3 separate regions of the Mus musculus genome follow, and all the other regions are linked to region 2. Evidence: chromatin contacts called from public Hi-C and HiChIP or PLAC-seq data. All regions are on one chromosome and are shown on one strand. Each heading gives the region's core, a stretch centred on a gene start, on an enhancer-like site or on the middle of the called end of the contact. The rest is flanking DNA. Distances are from core to core; before and after follow the strand shown. Region 1 has its middle 52 kb from the start of Armc3. Region 2 overlaps Gm33592 (a long non-coding RNA gene). Region 3 overlaps Pip4k2a (phosphatidylinositol-5-phosphate 4-kinase, type II, alpha).

Region 1 (4,754 bases), core at 1,256-3,755, 130 kb before region 2:
CCCTGCCCAGCACTGCCAGCAGTACCTCCAGGACTTGCATACACGCATAGCAGTAGCTCAGTCTATTCGGGTTTTCACATGCATTGCTATGCCCACCTCCTCCAGCCATGCGTGTGAGCATGTGCACTGGGTCTGACTCCCACCTTCATTTCCACATTCACTGAGGCTGACAATCCTCTCAGCCCTGCTTCTTTCTCTTGCCTGCCTGACTCAGAACCTCCTGCCTGAGGTCATTCTTCAGACTATTAAAACATTAGGCCCTTCCCCCATACCTGATCCTGGCCCCCTTTTCCTCTCCCGTTCCCCTCTTCTCTCTCACTTGTGAAGTGGAAACCTAATGGTTCTTTGGAGAGTCAGTTGTGTTGGATGGTGTTTTGCTGGGGCAAACATGTAAAGGAGTGTTTTCCTGAAGTAGACACAGGTGAAAGACTGTGAAGGAATGCTTCACTGAAACCAACACAGGAGAGAGGATGTTCTACTAAAGCAAACATGTGAAAAGACACACGATGAAGGATTCTTTGCCAACAACACACATGTATTTGTCTGCCTTACATTGCATAGTTGAGCTCCATTTGTTGGGACGATGTAGACTCTGGCTGATATGATGAAGTTGCTGAGGCAAGACACATGGAGGGCTCGAGATGTTTGCAGGGTATAAATAGGACTCAATGGACAATGCAGGAGGCTGAGCTAGGCTTGCTTATAGAGCTAGATGTGCAACGCTTGAGGGTCTCAAGTCTTCAGTGATCTTCACTTCCCTGAGAGAGACACAGCCAAAAACTTCTCCTGGTGTTCCTCCTGGTCCCTCCTGCTAACTAAAGCTGAAGCCTGGCTGTCTCTGCTAGGTCATGTCATCGCTGTTGTTAACCCAACTCTACTGAACTGGACTGCTGCTGTATCCATGAGGTGTTTGCAAGTAGACCAAGCTGCCACTGTTAACCTGTGAACTGAACTGCTGATTTCCAGACAACTTAGATGGGAGTTGCTCCAAAGAATCCTTCTAAACAGATCCACTTTCTCCATATCCTTTCTTTCCCACTACCTTTGGTGAGTAGTGGGCCATAAGGGAGGTTAAAGTGTTTAAGGACCATCATTGAAAATAGGATTTGAAAAAATTAGAATTACACACCTGGGTCCCTCCCTTCCTCTGTCTCCTGTGATTATTTTGTTCCATCTTCTAAGTGGGATTAAAGTATCCTCACTTGAGCCTTCCTTCTTGTTAAACTTCTTATGGTCTGTGGGTTGTATCATAGGTACTTTTGGCTAATATGTCTGGCCTCAGTGGGAAAGAATTCACCTAATCCTGTAGAGATTTGATGCCCCAGGGAAGAGGGATATAGGGGTGGGGTGGGTGGAGGAGAAGGGAAAAAGGGATTCTGTGAAGAACTCTGGGAAGGGGGACCAGGAAAGGGGACAACATTTGGGATGTAAATAATAAAACAATTAAAAATTTAAAAATTAACGAATTAAGTGAATAAATAGTCATATGATCTTTTAGGGTTTGCAGGGATCTGTTCCATGGGTGGCACAAAATCCTAACACTACTACTGATGCTATGTTGTACTTACAGACAGGAGCCTAGCACTGCTGTCCTCTGAGGGGCTCTACCAGCAGCTGACTTAGACAGATGCAGATACTCACAGTCAAGCATTGGACTGAGGTCTTTGACCCCTATGGAAGAGTTAAGGGAAGGACTAAAGGAACTGAAGGAATAGCAATCCTACAGAAAGACCAACAGTGTCAACTAACCTGGACTCCTAGGAGCTCCCAGAGACTGAGCCACCAACCAAAAAGCATAGAGGGACAGGTCTGAGGCCCCAGGCACATATGTAACAGATTGCCTTGTCTGGCCTCAGTCAGGGATAGGGGAAAGAACTCTGTGAGGGGGAACTAGGAGGGGGCAACATTTTGGATCTAAATAAATAAAATAATTAATAGAAAAAAATCAGGCCCATCAGTCCATCCTCAGGATCATAGTGTTAGCCTTATCTTGCCTCCTCTTTCCCTGTCTCTCAGCAGAACTCAGAGCTTAGCAACATTACCTAGAGACCCTTGATAACACTTAAGGTCCCCTTGCTCTGCATGCCTTTTGGTTTCTCTTTTCTGGAAAAAAAAAAACCTCACCCGTGATGGAGTCAACTGTATGCCTCCTAACAGTCTATAGTCCCCAAAGAAAGGCACACAGCAATGCAGACTTGTCTCACCATGGGAGTATAAATCCTAGCATATGTGTTCATATCACATATCCGCTAATGTAACGGTTCTCTTAGCTCAAGGAATTATATATAGTCTGTGATATGCTTGCTATCATATAAACCTTAAGTGTCCCCTGAACGTGTGCGTGAAATCCTGGCCTCCAGAAGGCACTGCTAGGAGGTGGCAGTGGAGGTGGAGGCTTCAAGAGACGGGATAGAATTTCTGTCCACAGAGCAGTGCTCCAGACGGGCATTGTGTAGCCGCAGCCACTTCCATCTTCCCCCCTCCCTAGCCAGGAAGCAAATGGTTTTGCTTCACCATGCTCTCCTGCATCAACGTGCTGGCTCACCACAGCCCCTGAAACAATTAGGTCCGTGAGTTATGGACTGGCTGGAACCTACAAAACTGAGGAAGCTAGTCTATTCTTATCTGTTGGCCAGCTCAGATGTTTGTTATTGTAACAGAACAGTGACTTACACAGTGATGAAACTGCCTCGAGGTGGCTTCTCAGATACATCCCCATCACTGAGAGATGTGTAGCAATTTTGTTTCTGGATTCTCCAACATTACATTTTATTCCACCACTGTGCAATTCAAATTAAAAGGATATTCGGGTTTTCAGTTTGGTTTCAGTTTCTCTTGTTTTTCTGTCCACTCTTGTTGATTTACATTTAAATTTTTTTTCTCCCTAATTTCCAGACTTTGATGCAAAGGCCACTGGTGGCTGGAGCTTAGCCAGGTCGCTGTCATACCATTACAGTGGCTGCATTGTCTAGGGCAGCTCTTGCTGCTGTCAGAGCCCTACAGTCCCCTGTCCCAGCTCCAGTACAGAGTGTCCCTGTTGCTGTTTGTCTGAGCCATTGTTTCTCTGATTCTAAATTTGGCTTTACAATCTAAGTTCTATCCCAGTTTAAGCTCACACCTGTCCAAACTGACTAAGAAGGTTTGTCACTACTGTGCAAGCTGACCTATGCTTTGCTCCCTGCATGGGGGGGGGGGGGGGCCACACCCTCCTGTTTCTGTTCTCCAAGACAGAAAGAGATGCTCTTTGGGGGTACTCCGATGCACACCTAAGCAAGCTTGCAGGCTAGCTTGGCCTTACTCTTCTTTCTCATATTGTGCTCACACTAACTTCCTTTTCTTCTTCCTTGTAGCCCCAGCCTCCCTGAACTTTAACCCTGCAGACAACAGTAGTGGCGGCAGTGGCAGCAGCAGCTCCCTTCCAGTGGTTTCTGTGGGGAGCCCCTCTAAGATCTCCTTCTCTGCAAAGTCATAACTGAATCTGTCACATCCTCTTCCTTCTCCCACTCCACCAGTCCCCAGCCAGCACCTAACATACTGTCATAGCCCTTCACTTCCCCATTTTGGGAAATCTTTACTCTGAAATTCTTAGCCCCAGTTCAGGTCCCCATCCTGACTTTCAGACCACGTACACCTGATCCCTAGCAGAGGATGGGCCCTCTGGTGAGTTTTCAACTTGAGGATGGTGATAAAATGTACCCCAGCTGCCACTCTGTTCTTGCTCTTATTGAGGCCATCCATCAAGGGTTTACAGAAGGTTGTCAACACTTTATCATGAAGTAGCCTTTGTAGTAGATGATGTTTTCCAAGTGTGGCTGACTGTTGTAAGTTCTCTGAGCACATTCGATCTGAGCCAGGCTAAGATTTGGAATTACAGAAATTTTCATCATAAGGTACTTTTTTGTACTTATGATGGATTTGTTAGAACAAAAGTTCAGGCTATCTTTAATCAACACCCACTTGCAGAGTTAACCATTCACTGCTTTTGTTGCGCATGAAGGTGGACCAAGCAGAATGGGTTTCTGATTTCATAGGAATTTGGCAGGAAACTGCTTCTGAGGCAGAATCCTGCCGTGGGTTCAAGCCCTACTAACCCCGATCAGTTTGATGGAGTACCAGACCCAAGGATGCTTTCACTGCCAAGGGAAGACTGCCATCACCATCCTTCTGTGTGATGACATCTATCAGAAGTGGCAAATGACATTCCTGTCACACCAGCAGCTCAGCCAGGATATTAGTATGTGTGGTACATTCAGTACATTGCTCTTCTGAGATTTAGAAAGATAGAGGCAAAATCTTATGACTTTGGAGAAAAAAATCTTCATAGATTTCCACAAGGAAATCGCTACCTGAAAATCTAATAGAAATGTTCAGGTTCTAATATACAAATCCATTTGGTATTTAATGTTGTTTTATGAATGTACCCTTAAAGTCAGGCTCTATAATTAAATAAATGAGTGCAATCTAAGTATTAATTATGCAATGCCTATTTGCTTTGCCAAAGAAATATGATCCCCAGAAGGCTTTGGTTTTGTATTTAATTTAATTAGTGAATTTAATGCTTGTCCTCTAAATTGCTCTTCTTGTACTTTTGCTAAAGGAAGGTGGCTAGCTTGTCAGAAGGAATCACTCACGAATTGGCTAATTAATTGCTTTAATCCTTATATGATGAGATTCACATGGAGATAGAAGAGGACATTCTAAGGACAGACCAAAAAAAAAAAAAAAAGAAAAAAAAAAAAAGCCCTAATGTGAAG
Region 2 (4,865 bases), core at 2,235-4,734:
GTTTGTTATCCCAACTCTACCTAACTGGATTGCTGGTGTATCCAAGAAATGTTTGCAAGTGTACCAAGCTATGCTGTTAACTGAACTGCTGATTTCCAGACAACACAGACGGAAGTTGCTCCAAAGAACCTTTCTAAACAGGTCCACTTCTCCCATATCCTTTCCTTTCCACTACCTCTGGTGGGTGGTAGATTAAAAGAGAGGTTAAAGTGTTTAAGAACCATCATTAAAAATAGACATTGAAAAAAAATCACACCAGGCCAGAATAGGATGTAATGGGGGCTTTCGGGGGTGGTGCGGGAGGGGAGTGAATCTATCCAGTCTTAAAATAGAAAAAAAATTAAAAAAAAATCCGGTCATTGGGAACAGTGTGGATGAAGCTGGAGGACATTCATGTGAGAAGCCAGGCACAGAACTTGGAAAGTAAGGAAGTTAACTCCAAGAGAGTGGAGGACTGAAGCTTCCCACGGGCTGAAGGAGAGAATTGGGGAAGGAATGATGCAGGTCAAACAGTGCAGAGTTTCAGGTAGGCAGGATAGAGACACTGGAGCTCCTGCACAGCAGGGTGACTACAGTCAGTGCTGTGCTGGGCAGCTCAGCACCAACACAATAGCAGCAACATCATATGGCAGACTTGGAACCTGCTAGAGAGTATATCCTTAATGTTTCTAAGACGTACACACTCACATACATACTCACACTCATATACATACACTCATACACACTCACATTCATACACACACACATTCACACACACTCACACACATACACTCACACACACTCACACACACACACTCACACACACACACTCACATACATACATGCATACATACATACATACACACACACACACACACAGTACTTACTCGGGGTGACAGGCATGCTAATTAGCTTATAGCATGTGCATGCAGGCAACAAAGATCAGATATATTCTAAACAAGTATAAGTAAAATTTTTGTCAATTTTATTTCAATGAGAATTGAAAAATGAATAATAAAAGTGAAAGCTAAACAAAAATTGAAAGGCAAAGATGGTCAAAGTGGATTCGTTTTCAAGAGCCCAACTTTACGCTGTCTGTGGTTTAAATAGAAAGATATATACAAGTTAAAAGCAAAGTAATGAAAGGCACCTTGCAAAAGAACACTGAAATAATTATATTAACTTCAGATGAAGCCAACTTTGGAACATGAAGAAATTGTCAGACAAATGAAATAAAATCATATATTCTTGCTAGGTAATTATTATTAAAGTAACCAATAATAATAGTGTATCATAAAAGAAAGCACCAGGCTGGCAGGTTAAACTCAACCCACATTTAAGAAAGGGGTGGTATTAATTTTCAACAAATTTTTCCAGATAGAAACAGAGGAAACATCTCCTAACTCACTCTGTGAGGCCAGTATGACCTGAACAGCAAGATTACATACAGATACATACAGACACTAGCTAGACTAGGAAGGTGAAGTTATCCCCCAGATGAAGGTTGGTTCAACATTGAAACACCAGGCACCGCCATCTTGATGTTAACAGGCTTTAAAAGAAAATCATACAACTATGTCAATTGATGAAGAAAACACTTTGGCACAAATTAAACCATTTTTCCTGGTTAAAAACTCTTGGTGCATCAGGAAAAAAAGAAGAGTATTTCCTGGAGACCATTTACCAAAATCTTGCAGATGCCATTATATGTAAGGCAAGGAGGGCCCCTCTTACTGCTCCCAGCGTTATACCGGAAGTCCCTGCTGCTGCAATTTAGTTAAAAGACAAATTAGTAAGAGGTAAGGATGGAGGAGACAGAAGTGACTTTGTTGACAGGGGAGATTTGTCTATGTAGAATATTACACTAGATAAAAATTAAAATGACCAGGTTTGGTGGCACATTCCTTTAATCGCAGCACTTGGGAGACAGAGTCCAGTGTACCTGTGTGACTTCGAGGCCAGCATGGTCTACAGACTTAGTTCTAGGACAGCCAAGGCAGCATAAAGAGACCTGTCTCAAAACAACCAAAAAGAGAAAACTGACACCTGGGATGTAGGATCCTGGGATAAGGTCCAAGTTCATGAAATGCAGGATTAACATATAATGGAACATAGAATGCACAATGCTTTCCCACAGCAGCGACGATTAATTAGAATATCAAGCCAAAATACAATATGGTCCACAAACAGCCTATCCCCCAAATGAAATACTTAAGTATAAGTGTACTAAACTATATTCTAAACCATGTTTAGAAAACTGCCAAGTTTTTGACAAAAAATACCTATTTGAATCTCTAAACAAACATTTCATATAAAATATAGCTTTGAAAACTCCACATTAACATGTGAGTTCTTCCCTACCTAGATCTATGGATTCTATACAGTTCCAACCCAAACCCCCAAAGCTCTTTCACAGATATTGACATAACTCCTTCTAAAGTTGACTCAGGGAGGCAAAAGACCCAGAGTGGCCACCAAAAATGCTGAGGGATGAAGTTCGAGACTTGATGCTGCCACCTAAAACCTTTCTATAAAATCTACAGTGACCATGACACTGTACTGTTGGCAATATCATATGTAGACAGATCAAAGAACACAAAATCCAGAGTCCTAAAGGAGACCCTACAAATTTAGTGACCTGAGTGTTGTCAAAGGAGCGGAGGAAGTACTGGCAGAAGGATGGTCACCAAGAAACGATGCTATAACAACAGACACACACATACACATTCATAAACACATATACATACATACATACACATATACACATATATTTACACATACGCATATATTCACACACACATACATGCACACACACACGTTATGCCTTTCACAAGAAATGAACTCAGAAAGATCAGCCTAAAGCCTACCACAGAAAACTCTAAAACAGCTAGAAGAAAACACACACCAGCCCTTGGTTTGGGTAGTAAGGTTTTATCTACAACATAAACCAAAAAAAAAAAAAAAAGAAAAAAAAAAAAGAAAAAGAAAGAAAAAAAGAAAAGAAAAGAAAAGGATAAAAAAACTTCATCAAAATGTAAAATATCTGCCATTAGAGACATTGCTAAGAATAAGAAGAGGAAAAGACAAACCATAGACGGGGGTGGGGGGAACGTGTTTAGAACATGTTCTTAGTAAAAGATTGTATCTAGAAGACACAAAGGATCTTAAAAACTCAACAATAAGAAAATGAACATCCCAATTTAAAGATGGTCAAAAAATCTGAAAAAAGAACTTGGCAGCAATAATTAGGGAAAGAATCCCCCTTTACCCCCCCCTCACTCCCTTACCTCCCCCCCCCCCGCACCCATCTTCGCATCCCCTCACTCACCTCCTTACTCCTCACCTCTCACACAGCCCCCCCCCCCCCAACCGGGGTTAGGATCCTTCAGTGGAGCCTCATTTGTCCATTTGCCCCATGTTATCGCTGGTGACTTTATAGAACAGGAAGGTCATCATCACAGAAGGTCTTGTGACAGGTGGGACAGAAAGATAAGGGCCTGCGAAGACGAAAGTACAGATTAGAGCTAGGGAGACTCCAAAATGCTAAGCTGTTGGCTGTGAACATGGAGGCAGAGTCCAGGGTCAAGAAATGCAGCATCTTCTAACGGCTGAAAGAGAAGAGGAAATGGGTTTCCCCCAGAGCCAGCACCAGGAGAACCCTGATAGACTTTGAATTTAAGCCCTGAAACCTATCTCAGACCGCTGAATTCCCAAGCCAGGAAAGAATCAACTTGGAATGCTTTAAGCTAACTTTTTTTTTCTTTCTTTTTTTAATATTTATTTATTATATGTAAGTACACTGTAGTTGTCTTCAGACACTTCAGAAGAGGGCGTCAGATCTCATTACAGATGGTTGTGAGCCACCATGTGGTTGCTGGGATTTGAATTCAGGACCTTAGGAAGAGCAATCTTAACCGCTGAGCCATCTCTCCAGCCCACTTTAAGCTAACTTAAATTGTTGCTCCCCTCAAATCCTAAGCCAAGGTCTTTAGAAGGGACCTTGCCCATAGTTGTATCTGAGAAAGGGGTGTGCCCCTGACATGCTACGGTGTTTCCTAAATTTACTGCAATGGGTTATGCCTGAAATAGGAAAGTCTTAGAAAGTCTATCTGTTTGGGTTGCAAGCTCCTTTTACCCGGTGGGTGGGTAGTATTCTTTTCTATTGTCTTTCCGTGGGTGAGGCAGGGTTTAAGCTCAGGGCTCGATTCTGGCTCTCAAGGTTATGACATTTAGTATTTACATCCTAAGCCAACCATCCCTCCAGCTCACCCTTGGCCAAGTGTCTTTTTCTTTATTTCTTTTGTTTCTTTTTGACTTTTAGAAATATATTTGCCATTTTAGTTGAGCCCTTTGTTGAAAATATTTTATATTTCTCATTTGTGATGGTTTGTATATCCTTGGACTAGGGAGTGGCACCATTTGGAGGTGTGGCTCTGTTGGAATAGGTGTGACCTGGTTGGAGTAGGTGTGTCACCGTGGGTGTGGGCATAAGATCCTCACCCTAGTTGCCTGGAAGTCAGTCTTCCACTAGCAGCCTTTGGATGAAGACATAGAACTCTCAGCTCCTCCTGTGTCATGCCTGCCTATATACTGCCATGGTCCCACCTTGATGATAATAGACTGAACCTCTGAACCTGTAAGCCAGCCCCAATTAAATGCTGTTTTTTAATAAGACTTGCCTTGGTCATGGTGTCTGTTCACAGCAGTAAAATCCTAACTAATACATCATTCATTCTCAAACAACTGTTTGGTTAAAAAGATTCAAAATGACACGACAAACTGATAAGTAAAGGGCAAAAATGAAACTCAAAATGAGACTCAGGCAAAGCTATACTTGAGTAAACATGCACAGACTGAAACACATCTATTATAGAAGAAAGATTAAA
Region 3 (4,212 bases), core at 24-2,523, 140 kb after region 2:
TTATATATAGAGAGAGAACACAGATCTGATAGGTGAGCAGCATAAAGCAGCTTAAATGTTTTCCGAAAATAAAACCTCAAGAATTGGACATTTCTACTTTATATAAACGATACACCACGTTTTGACAGCTACTTTTCCTTTCTCTCTCTCCTATACAGTATATAGTGGAATGTCATGGGGTCACACTTCTTCCTCAGTTCTTGGGAATGTACCGGCTTAATGTCGATGGAGTGGAAATATATGTGATTGTTACAAGGAATGTGTTCAGCCACCGGCTATCTGTATATAGGAAATACGACTTAAAGGTGAGGTTGACTTTGATAATTTTCAATAAGTTTCACGTTCATTTGCACAAGCCTACTCGCCCATATTGTTTATGTTATCATGTGAACAAAATGGTCAGGGTGCTTCAAGAGCTTGAATCTAGCAGGCAGTTGCCAGCACGTAGGATTAAGCAGCCCATGTTATTACAAGCATGTCAGCCACATGCCATGTAGTACCACATGCCATGTAGTAGCTAAGTGCTGGGGATAGTTTATGAGTTAAACAGACCAGGGACAGCAAGGTGGCCCAGCAGGTAAACTGGGGGCACTTGCCCCCTAAGCCTCATAGCCCAAGGTCACTCTTCAGAATCCAGGCTAGAAGGAAAGAATTGGTTCCCAGAAGTTGGCCTCCTGTCCTCTACTTCACGTGCATAAAACACACACATACGATGATAAAAGAAAACCGAACAGATCTTTAAGTAGGGATGATTACTATCATTATTATTGATTATTATTGATAAATAATGAGCGCTGTGGATGGAAATGAACGGGGGGAACGTCACACTAGTTTTTATTAACAGTAAACAAGCACTCTACTACTAAGCCACAATCTCAGCCAGTTTTCCTCTTATTTTGAGACAAGGTTAGCCCAGGCTAGCATTGAACTCATCCAGAAGCCAACACAGACCTTGAGTGTTAACACCTTGCCTCAGCTTGCCTAGTGCCTGGGACCACAGGCCTGTACCACCAGGCCTACCAAGGCATACATTTCCAGCTAGGATGTTAGGTAAGGTGCATCTGGAAGGGTGGCATTGGTCCCATCTCAAGAGAAATGACAAAGGGAAAAGCCTGAGATCAGACATACCAACAATTTAAAATGAGACCACTGGAGAATTCTGAATTCAGTGACATGACCTGACTTTTAGACAGCCAACTCTGACAGTGTATGTATGCCAAGACCAAGAGGGGTTGCATCTTTATAAAGTTCTGTTGCTGTGTCATCACGTGCATGGTTTCTGTGTTATCTATGCTCTCACACTGTACGGGGCACCGTGAGCAGTGACCAGAGATACTGTATGGACCATGAGGCTAAGATATTTACTCTCTGACCCTGAAAAAGTTCATCTTCCCCTGATCTGTGGTACTCAGTTCTAAGGATTTTGGTTTTTTGTTTGTTTGTTTGTTTGGTTGGTTGGTTGGTTGGTTGGTTGTTTTGTTTTGTTTAATCTTAGGATTCATTCACATGCACAAAAGAGCACCCTAAAAAGCTTTGCCTTCTGTTGGTTATGTCTAGATATCTACAGTATTAGAAATAGAAGCAGGGCTGGAGAGATGGCTCTGCAGTTAAGAGTACTTGCTGCTCTTCCAGAGGACACGAATTTAGTTCCCAGGATCTGGCGGCTCATAACCACCTTTAACTCCCACTTCCAGGGGGTCTGACACCCTCTTCTGGTCGCCCCCATAAACCCTTACATATAAATATATAGGCTCCCTTGTATTCCCTTACATATAAATAAGAATAAATCTTTGCTTGAAAGAAATTTATGAGAAACACTAAACTATTGATATTTATAGTTATTTTAAATAATATTAAACTACTACATATTAATGAATTTTTATGACAGCTGTATTTTTCAAAAGCAAAATATTAGTGAGTCAAGCCTCATGGTTTTACAGTTCTTTCTATTAATTAATTAATTTATTTATTCACCTCACATCTGGAATTCTGCACCCCTTCCTCCCCTCACACAGCTCACCCCCATGGCTTTACATTTTGTTTTAGTTAAATGTGTCCTTTGGCTTTCGTGTTTGTATATGGTGCACTCCTCCCGACGCCTCCTTCCCTCCTAGTCCTCTCCTGCCCCTGATTTCAGGGCTCTGTACTGTGTGGATTCATTAGGGACAGTTGAAATGTCCTGTCCGATCCTGCTGTCAATACTTAGCGGTATTTGCATGAGTAACTGGGAAAAACAGCTGAGTCCACACAAATGTGTAGTTGGGAAGGAGAGATGTGGAGTTTGGGGAGTAATTGTAGATATTCTTTAATAACACACCAAGACTTAATGTCAGTGCTATCTTAGTTAGCCTGGAGCATTTGTACCCTGTTCATTAATACCCGTGGTCAGTTGCAAGCACTGGTCCCAGTGTGTGGTTTTATAGTCATACCTGTTTCACTGGAGACATAGCGGTTCCTTAATTAACACAGGTTCTCTTAATGTTGACATATTGAATTACAGAGTATCAAAAATCATGTGACCATCCCTACTGGTCACATAGAAAGCCTTCCATGCATGGGAACCTGAGGGCAGATACAGTTTTCCAAAAGTCTGGTTTTCATTTGGTAGCCCATTACCACTGACCTCAAAGTCCCATCAGCCATGCTGGAAATGACAGAACCCAGCTCCTCCAGGGCACAGAGCCTTGCAGTTTCAGTCACTGTCAAAAAGTGTCCGTTTCTCAGGTCTGGACAAATACAGTTTATTTGTCATTTCTTTTTTCGGATACAAATGTTGCTTTATGGACGAGAAGGTGTCTGTTTCGGCCATAACTGTTCCTGTCAGGAAAATGACTCTGAGCAGCATTCATTGCTGAAACAGACATGCTCTCTGCATGGCTCTGTTCAGAATGCGAAAGGTGTGTGCTTCAGAGTCAAGACCCTTCACTGCTTTATCAGGGACTTTTCATTCAGTTGCTAGGGGTTTGTGGTATCTCCATGACAGATACTCCTCACTGCTTCATAGGACAGAGCCCACTGTGTGTGTGCAATGTCCTTGTGACTATCAAGAGTAAAGAGACAAGTAGTGCCTCAGTGTTACAAAAACAGTTTTGTCAGATGTGGTTGTTGTGCTGGTAACCTCAGCAATCAAAAGGCTGAGGCAGGAGGATCACAAGTTCAAGGCCAGCCTGAGCTACAAATTTCAAGCCAGATTTTAAATGCAGATGTGGTCCTGTCTCAGAACAAACATCAAACAAGCAAGAGCTTTGACTTGCAGGCCTCTGAGAGTACCTCAGGATTCTGAGCCACACTTGAAGAAATGCTAGAGTAAATCAAGAGCAGCCTTGTGTCTGCTCTCTAAATCCCAGACAGCGATCACAATTCAAGCCATTTTATTGCCTTGGGATTGCCTCCGGGGCATCCCAGCCACACCCCGTTCTCTCATTTGGCACCTGCTCTTTCCCAGTGTCTGGAGCTACACCACTCACAGGCTCTAATGGAAATTTCAGGGTTCTAGATGGTGCTCTGACTGTCCCATGCCAGAAAGCCAGTGTGGCCTTAGGAGCCTCATGAAGTTAGTAACTGTTCAGTTAGCAACTGTTGCAAGTTGCTGGACCTTTGAGCCTCTGTTTCCTGGTCTGTTGCAGCAGGAATAGTTTTATCTGCTCTTGGAGGATGCATTAAATAAGATGCAGACATAGCCTATCAGCATAAGGCACAGCATAAAGGAACTGGGGGCCTGAATGCCCTACCTAATATTCATTCCCTTGAAATGCCTAAGATAGCACTGCCTTCAAGTAAGCCTACCTAGATGTAAGTTGCATTTGTAGATTGGCCACAGTGCTGTGATTGGCGTAGCATCCCTCTTTGCTTAGTTATCGCTCTCTTTCCCTTACAGAACAACACACTGTTCCTGCCAGAGGCCTCGGGTGCATGGAAACCATGATTCCCATTCAAGGCCTTAACTTCTTAATGTTTTATTTTGATTTTTTTTTTTTTACTGTGCATTAATTCAGTTTTAAAGTCTGCCCCCTACCCCATGCACACACACCAGCTGATGACATTATTTTACATAGAATTAAAATATTTTCAAAAATGAAAAGGAGAGTCAATTTCATGTAGGAGAGAAAACATACATAGACCAACAAAAAAAAAAAAGGTACAAATGTAGGGATCAGGGAGATGGCTCAGTTAGGAACGAACTGGAGGGGCCTGGGTTTGATTTTCAGAACC

Evidence for each region. A called contact is a pair of places that touch in the nucleus more often than the background predicts. HiChIP or PLAC-seq counts read pairs in DNA pulled down with a chosen protein or histone mark.
Region 1: a contact with region 2 is called in a Hi-C map of the G1E-ER4 cell line, with 2.0 times the contacts expected there. The contact joins two enhancer-like sites. A contact is called at or near these places in 3 of 39 promoter capture datasets (the C10 cell line, the HPC-7 cell line and hippocampal neurons), 13 of 484 Hi-C or Micro-C datasets (CD4 T cells, the G1E-ER4 cell line, LSK cells and 9 more), 1 of 115 datasets of contacts at active chromatin or transcription factors (neural progenitor cells) and 1 of 9 other capture datasets (liver).
Region 3: a contact with region 2 is called in an H3K4me3 HiChIP or PLAC-seq map of fetal liver, with 4 times the contacts expected there. The contact joins two enhancer-like sites. A contact is called at or near these places in 5 of 39 promoter capture datasets (the C10 cell line, the HPC-7 cell line, neutrophils and 2 more), 1 of 15 datasets of contacts at CTCF or cohesin (the NIH/3T3 cell line), 13 of 484 Hi-C or Micro-C datasets (B cells, CD4 T cells, CD8 T cells and 9 more), 2 of 115 datasets of contacts at active chromatin or transcription factors (fetal liver and microglia) and 1 of 9 other capture datasets (liver).

What each region holds. Positions count from the first base shown.
Region 1 is chr2:19,144,307-19,149,060 of GRCm38.p6, reverse strand. No RefSeq gene overlaps it. Among named protein-coding and RNA genes, the nearest start is that of Armc3, 52 kb to the left of the region's middle. Within about 2 kb of position 2,505, at least 100 of the 459 cell types and tissues checked have an H3K27ac peak or open chromatin away from gene starts, as enhancers often do. A contact at or near this core is called in the G1E-ER4 cell line and the HPC-7 cell line, where this site is marked.
Region 2 is chr2:19,010,295-19,015,159 of GRCm38.p6, reverse strand. Gm33592 (a long non-coding RNA gene) reads right to left here. Exons shown (of 4, transcript XR_374032.2): 3 at 3,308-3,476. Among named protein-coding and RNA genes, the nearest start is that of Gm33592, 5.9 kb to the right of the region's middle. Within about 2 kb of position 3,484, at least 16 of the 459 cell types and tissues checked have an H3K27ac peak or open chromatin away from gene starts, as enhancers often do. A contact at or near this core is called in the G1E-ER4 cell line, the HPC-7 cell line and fetal liver, where this site is marked.
Region 3 is chr2:18,868,377-18,872,588 of GRCm38.p6, reverse strand. It overlaps Pip4k2a (phosphatidylinositol-5-phosphate 4-kinase, type II, alpha), which reads left to right. Exons shown (of 10, transcript NM_008845.4): 5 at 159-305. Among named protein-coding and RNA genes, the nearest start is that of Gm33534, 8.5 kb to the left of the region's middle. Within about 2 kb of position 1,273, at least 10 of the 459 cell types and tissues checked have an H3K27ac peak or open chromatin away from gene starts, as enhancers often do. A contact at or near this core is called in the G1E-ER4 cell line and fetal liver, where this site is marked.